2 separate regions of the Mus musculus genome follow, and region 1 is linked to region 2. A link is a contact called in public promoter capture Hi-C data. All regions are on one chromosome and are shown on one strand. The core of a region is the stretch at or near the end of the contact, and the rest is flanking DNA. Distances in the headings are between cores, read along the strand shown.

Region 1 (3,067 bases), core at 75-2,574, 3.2 Mb after region 2:
TACACATGTCCACAAAATAAATTAAAATGTTTATGCTAGACACCATCAGAACACCCAAAGAAGAAGAAAAAAGTCTGCAATCCTACCACCAGCAGGAAAAAAAAATTCTAATTCTACCAAAATTTTCCTCTGTGTGGAACAAAGATGTGGGGAAAGCTATCAAGCCATGTAGGTAATGATGTAAAGAAAGCTATCAAGCTCATATAATGAAGTCATTCTGCCCTTAACCAAAGAACAAAATTCTGAAATAATGTGGAAATGGAAGAGAAAAATCTCAGTCCACGAGAGGTTAAAATATATGGTTGCCAACTGCTCTTCCTTGCTTCCTTCTATACAACAAGCATATCTTAAAGGCATTATCGCATGTAACAGAGCTCCTGTAACGTGTGGAGAAGAGGTGTGCCAACTACAACCTTGGCACCAGAAGCCAGATTACCGGTCTTTGCTATGTACGCAAAAAAAAAAAAAAAAAAAAAAAAAAAAAATCACTCTGCTGTAAGATTCTCACGTTGACCACGCAATAAGAGAATTAAGGGGAAAAGAGCAAATGCTATGGGCCTCGAAATAATTTTGCTGAATCACAAATATTCCCAAATGTAAAGCTGCAGGAGTCGCTGAGCCTGTGCACTGGCGGCCATACCTCAGCATGAATCTCCTCTCGGAGAATTGATGTTGAAGTCCCTTCACTTTTTCCTTAAAGGTGAAGGAACGATCGGAATGCTTAAAGCTTTCCAAAGCACAGCTTCCACGGCAAGGTCGCGTGTGCAGCTAACTCCACACACCGGTCTTGGGAAGGGGAACACGTTTCCCTCGTGCTGTGCAGCCCAAAGCCTCCAAGGACAAATACAGCCCCCTGGCCGGCGACAGGGGACACAATAGGTACCCTCGCCTTTGCTCAGCCTGTCACTCAGACCCTGCCACGCCGCACCGTGGACCCAGCACCCAGAGGCTTCCCACAGCCCGGGAGCCCGTGCTCGCCCGGGCTACACCAGAGCCGCGAGGGCCCACGGCCACGCCGCACAGCTCCGCGGGACCCCGCGTTCCGCCCTCGGCGCGGGGTCTCTCGCTGCCCAGCCCACTCCTCCCTTCCTTCCTTCCATCCGCGCGGCTCGCGGCCGGGCCTCACCGCGTGCTTCGGTCCGGAACCGCCCGGCCCGCCCCTTTCCACTTGTCCACACGAAGCGGCGTTGGTTGCTTCCTCGTCCCCCACGCTCCTAGTCCACACGCTGCCGCCTACTGATGCCGAAAACGGCTTCTAGGAACGCGCCATGTTCCGCGTCGCCACTCCAAACGACGAGGGCGCGCTAAAATTACGTCACAGGTTCCCAGAGCGCCGAGAGGCCGAGGAGGGAGGCCATAGGACGGCGGAGGGAAGGGGAGGGAGGAACTCGAGTTCGAACCCGAAGGCGCGCGGCAGCCAATAGGGTTGTGTGCGCTTGCGTGGTACCCGGAGCAAGGCGCCGGCTTAGGGGCCCCTGTAACTATGGAAACCGTAGGTCCGGAGAAAATCGATAGTCTCCTGCGCTGATCGAAGCCTAAGTCAAAACCATTCATTGCATCTTCACTATTCTGTCAGCTACTTGGTTTAGGAGTCTGTCACGGCAGAAGAGGGTCATCAAAAGAATCCCATTGATGAACTCTGCCACCATAGGTATTTGGATGAGCATTGTTGGTTTTGGTTTTTTTTTTTTTTTTTGGGGGGTGGGGGTTAGAGTTCTGCTGGTTTTTGTTTTGTTTTTTGTTCTTGTTTTTTCGAGACAGGGTTTCTCTGTATAGCCCTGGCTGTCCTGGAACTCACTTTGTAGCCCAGGCTGACCTCGAACTCAGAAATCCGCCTGCCTCTGCCTCCCGAGTGCTGGGATTAAAGGTGTGTGCCACCACGCCCCGCTAGAGTTCTGCTGTTTAATCAGGGTCTCAGGACCCCAGGCTGGCATCGCTGAGGATGACCTTCAAATTCCGACGCCGCCACTTCTCAAGTGTTAGGGTTACATGCATATAGTCTCTGTTGGGAAGGTTTAGGAGTGCCCAGTCATTGAGTTAACCAAAGGCATTTCAAAAATAAGCTAATGTGTGTGTGGCTTTCATTCCAGAATCCAAAGAGTTCCTGGAGAGTGGGTGGAAGTGCGTGATCCTCTGGGAGCACAAAGTGGTGTAGCACAAACTCACAGCTACATGGTTGGTCTAAAATGTATCCACATTCCCGTTGATGCTAATGTTGCCAACCACCCAGAGGATGTGTCCAATGGTAGAGAGACAAGCGATAGTTAGTGTGGGAAGAAAGAATTAAGTAGTTATTAAAAAGAGAAATTTTGAAAAATAGAACTCTTTTATTGGAGTCATAGGTCTTTTGTAAATCTTAGGAAATGTTTAATTTTAAAAAATGAGCATACGCAGGCCGGGCATGGTGGCACATGCCTTTAATCCCAGCACTTGGGAGGCAGAGGCAGGCGAATTTCTGAGTTCAAGGCCAGCCTGGTCTATAGAGTGAGTTCCAGGACAGCCAGGACTACACAGAGAAACCCTGCCTCAAAAAAAAAAAAAAAAAAAAAAAAAAAACACACAACAACAACAACAAAAGCATACACAAAGTGTGTCTAGAATACTAGGACCCCAAATTAGGATGTATTCAGAAGTACTAATTTTGACTAGTATTGAATGGAAGATGCAGGTGCATATTGTTGACAAAACAAATATTTACAGCTAGATGAATAACCCTCAATCCACTGTACTTCATTACTATATTTTCATGCTCAATTTTGAGAGAATAGGGAAAATATTAGAATTAACTTATCATTGAGTGTCTTCAGGTTATATTTGAAATCTTTTTCTTTTTGGGGGTGGGGGAGGGTGGGTTGCTAAGAGTAGAACACATGGCCTTGAACATGCCAGGCAAGCACTGTAACCACTAAACTATTTCCGCAGTGTGTATTTGAAAACATAGTGCTTTTTGCATACAATTGAGAACTACAAAGAGAAAGCAGAAAATTGGTGATGAAATGCTAAATTAAAGAAACATTGAGAGCTGGGCGTGGTGGCGCACACCTTTAATCCCAGCACTCAGGAGGCA
Region 2 (2,700 bases), core at 81-2,580:
TTTTGAATGCATAACATTAAATAGTCACATCCGTAAGAAATCAATTTGTAGCCATTCTGCTACTTACAGAGAGTAGAGAGATATATTGTTCTGTGTGCATGACTATGAAATAAGCCAAAATCTTTTCCCAAAAAAATCGTGGACAACTTTTCCTTCAAATAATTTTAGCATAAAGAACAAAATACCGTGGCCCTTAGTATTTTCTTAAAGTTTATGAGTGTGAGAATGTTACGAACGGTAAAACCATTACAAGTTATCCGATTAGTGAATACTGCATAAGGGAAATTTACCACTTCAAGTACACTGCCTAAGAAGCGAGCGCTGGATTTTAAACACATGTACACAGTAGTGATAATTCTGCACCGATTTATACTTTTTGAAACGTCTGAGCCAGCGTGACCTTCTTGGAGAAGGAAAATTCAGGCTGTTGCCAAAAGGAGAGATTGACGTGATCTTTAAGATCGTGAATATGGGCTCGGTTAGAAAAACCAAAACGATGGTAAATGTCTAAGATCACCCCGGAGAACAAAAACAGCCCCGATTCCATGTTGTCATCCGCTCGCTCCCTCAGCAGCGCTAGCAGCCTGACATTAAGACCTAGAGGTCCGGGCGTTGGCGTTGCTGGCGTTCTCCACGATTCTCCCAGTGCAAAAAAAAAAAAAAAAAAAAGAAACGTTATAGGCATTTGCCATGAGGACTGTCGCCGGCCCACCTGCGGCCATCTTAAGTTCGGGGGAAACCAAAGGCCCGGGGCACCCAACTCGAAGGCCGGGCATCAACCACAGTCCCGGAGGCTCGAGAGAGGAAGGCACCCCTAAGTCCTCTGCAGGAACCCCGCGTGGAGCTCAATTAACAAAACCTCACCGCGGAGAGGCCCCGCGGCCGGCCGGGTGCCCTCATCAAACATGGCCGCCTAGGGAAGCGCGCCGTCACGTGACGCCCGCGCTCGCCCCGTGCCTCCCTCGGCGCCCGAGGTCTGGATGGCGGCGCGCCCCTCCCCCCGCCGGGCTCCAGCACTCACTCTGGGGGGTAGAGCCGTAGCTCCTCGATTTCTCCTAGGAAGGAAAAGAGCGTCCTCATCTGCTCGCTGGTCACCGCCGACGAGAGGTTCGTCACCTGAATCACCGTCGTAGGGAAGAGGCCGAAGCCTAAGCCCAAGCCGAAGCCGCCGCCGCTGTTCATCCCGGCCTCGCTGCTGCTGCCTTCCCGCTCCCCAACGTCCACGACGCGTCAGCGACGGAGCCTGGGAAGCAGAGGCGCGCGGCCGCGAGCGCGCTCCCGAGAGCTAATCCTCCGCGCCCGGGCACGTCTAGCCGCCCATCGCGCAACTCTCCTGCTCCGGGGGCTGCGCGCGCCGGCCGGAAGCGTCGCCCTGGCAACGCGGCGGCTCCCCGCGGGTCCTGGCGGCCGCAGCCCTGGGGTCAGGTCGCCGGGACTGTTGCTAGGCGTCACTAGGTCTTCAGAGAGGTTTACCTGCTGCTGCAGTGAGGGTTGCGGAGGTTGTGCCTACAAACTCCATCACTTCTCGATGCTTCTGTCAGTTAAGCAGCTCGGCTCTTTCTCCACATCAGGCGGAGGAACCCAGAGGCCTGGGCTGCAGTGGTAAAGGGACAATGACATCTGGACATTATACATTAATACCTGACCAAACAATAGCTTCATTATTAAATACAGGCTGCAACCCCGCTTAACCTATTTTCAAAATTGGCAGGCACCCTGATTATGAGAATTCTTGGAAATTTTCACACCAATTATGGAGGTTAGGGTAAATGAGTGAATGAAAGGCTTTGCTGTCAATTTATAACATGCAATTTATTTACTAGCGGGCCCTAATATCTATACTTTTAGACAAAGGCAGGTAAAAGACACAAACTGTCTACATGCAACTTGCACCTTAATACTGCGCAATCATTTTCAACCAGAGCAGCTATATCCAAAGTTCATGGTTCAAGTCCATTCCTGTGGGCCCACAATATAAAAACTTATTGGGGTCCTGGAGTTGCTCTACAAAGCACACAAACATCAAACTCAGTTAAACAGGGATGGTTTATATAACTCACACCACAAGCCTGATGGACCAGGGCAACAGCTCAAAAAGCTGAGCGCTGGATATTTCTTAATGGCCATCTTCTAAAGGTTAAAACCGCTCAAACCACAGTGGGCTCCAATGCAGGTGCTGGAAGGGCTGCCTGGTAGTCAGCCCTCACTCAAGCCATTTTAGACGTGACAGTTTATATTGACCTTTAATTTGATGGGTCCTACATGAAGCCTACAGTTGTGGAATTTCTTAAGATTAACAAACCTCATAACACACAGAACAGAACAGGGTATGTGATCAGCATGACTCTGTTCTGAGTCAAGTTATTTTTCTGTGTCAATGACTGGCAGGCACACTACAGCAACATATGAAGTAGCTAGCAGACATGGAACGAAATGGCTACAGCTATGCTGGGGGAGGGAGACCCCAACACATGTACTAATTATTAAGACTTTGTTGCCACAGGGCGGTGGTGGTGCAAGCCTTTGATCCCAGCACTTGGGAGGCAGAGGCAGGTGGATTTCTGAGTTCGAGGCCAGCCTGGTCTACAGAGTGAGTTTCAGGACAGCCAGGGCTACACAGAGAAACCCTGTCTCAAAAAAACAAAAGAAGAAAAACAAAAACAAAAAGACTTTGTTGCTCTTTTCACCTTTGTTCTGATG

What was found. Promoter capture Hi-C pulls out the DNA fragments that hold promoters and counts their contacts.
Region 1: a promoter capture Hi-C map of liver shows a contact between it and region 2, with 3 times the contacts expected there. The contact joins the promoter of Ipo11 here to the promoter of Srek1 in region 2. A contact is called at or near these places in 4 of 39 promoter capture datasets (cranial neural crest, frontonasal cranial neural crest, liver and 1 more).

What each region holds. Positions count from the first base shown.
Region 1 is chr13:106,935,634-106,938,700 of GRCm38.p6, forward strand. Ipo11 (importin 11) reads right to left here and starts at 1,325. Exons shown (of 30, transcript NM_029665.4): 1 at 1,127-1,325.
Region 2 is chr13:103,773,278-103,775,977 of GRCm38.p6, forward strand. It overlaps Srek1 (splicing regulatory glutamine/lysine-rich protein 1), which reads right to left and starts at 1,331. Exons shown (of 12, transcript NM_001361085.1): 1 at 1,022-1,331. The coding sequence starts at 1,182. It overlaps Gm52054 (a long non-coding RNA gene), which reads left to right and starts at 1,340. Exons shown (of 4, transcript XR_003950659.1): 1 at 1,340-1,759.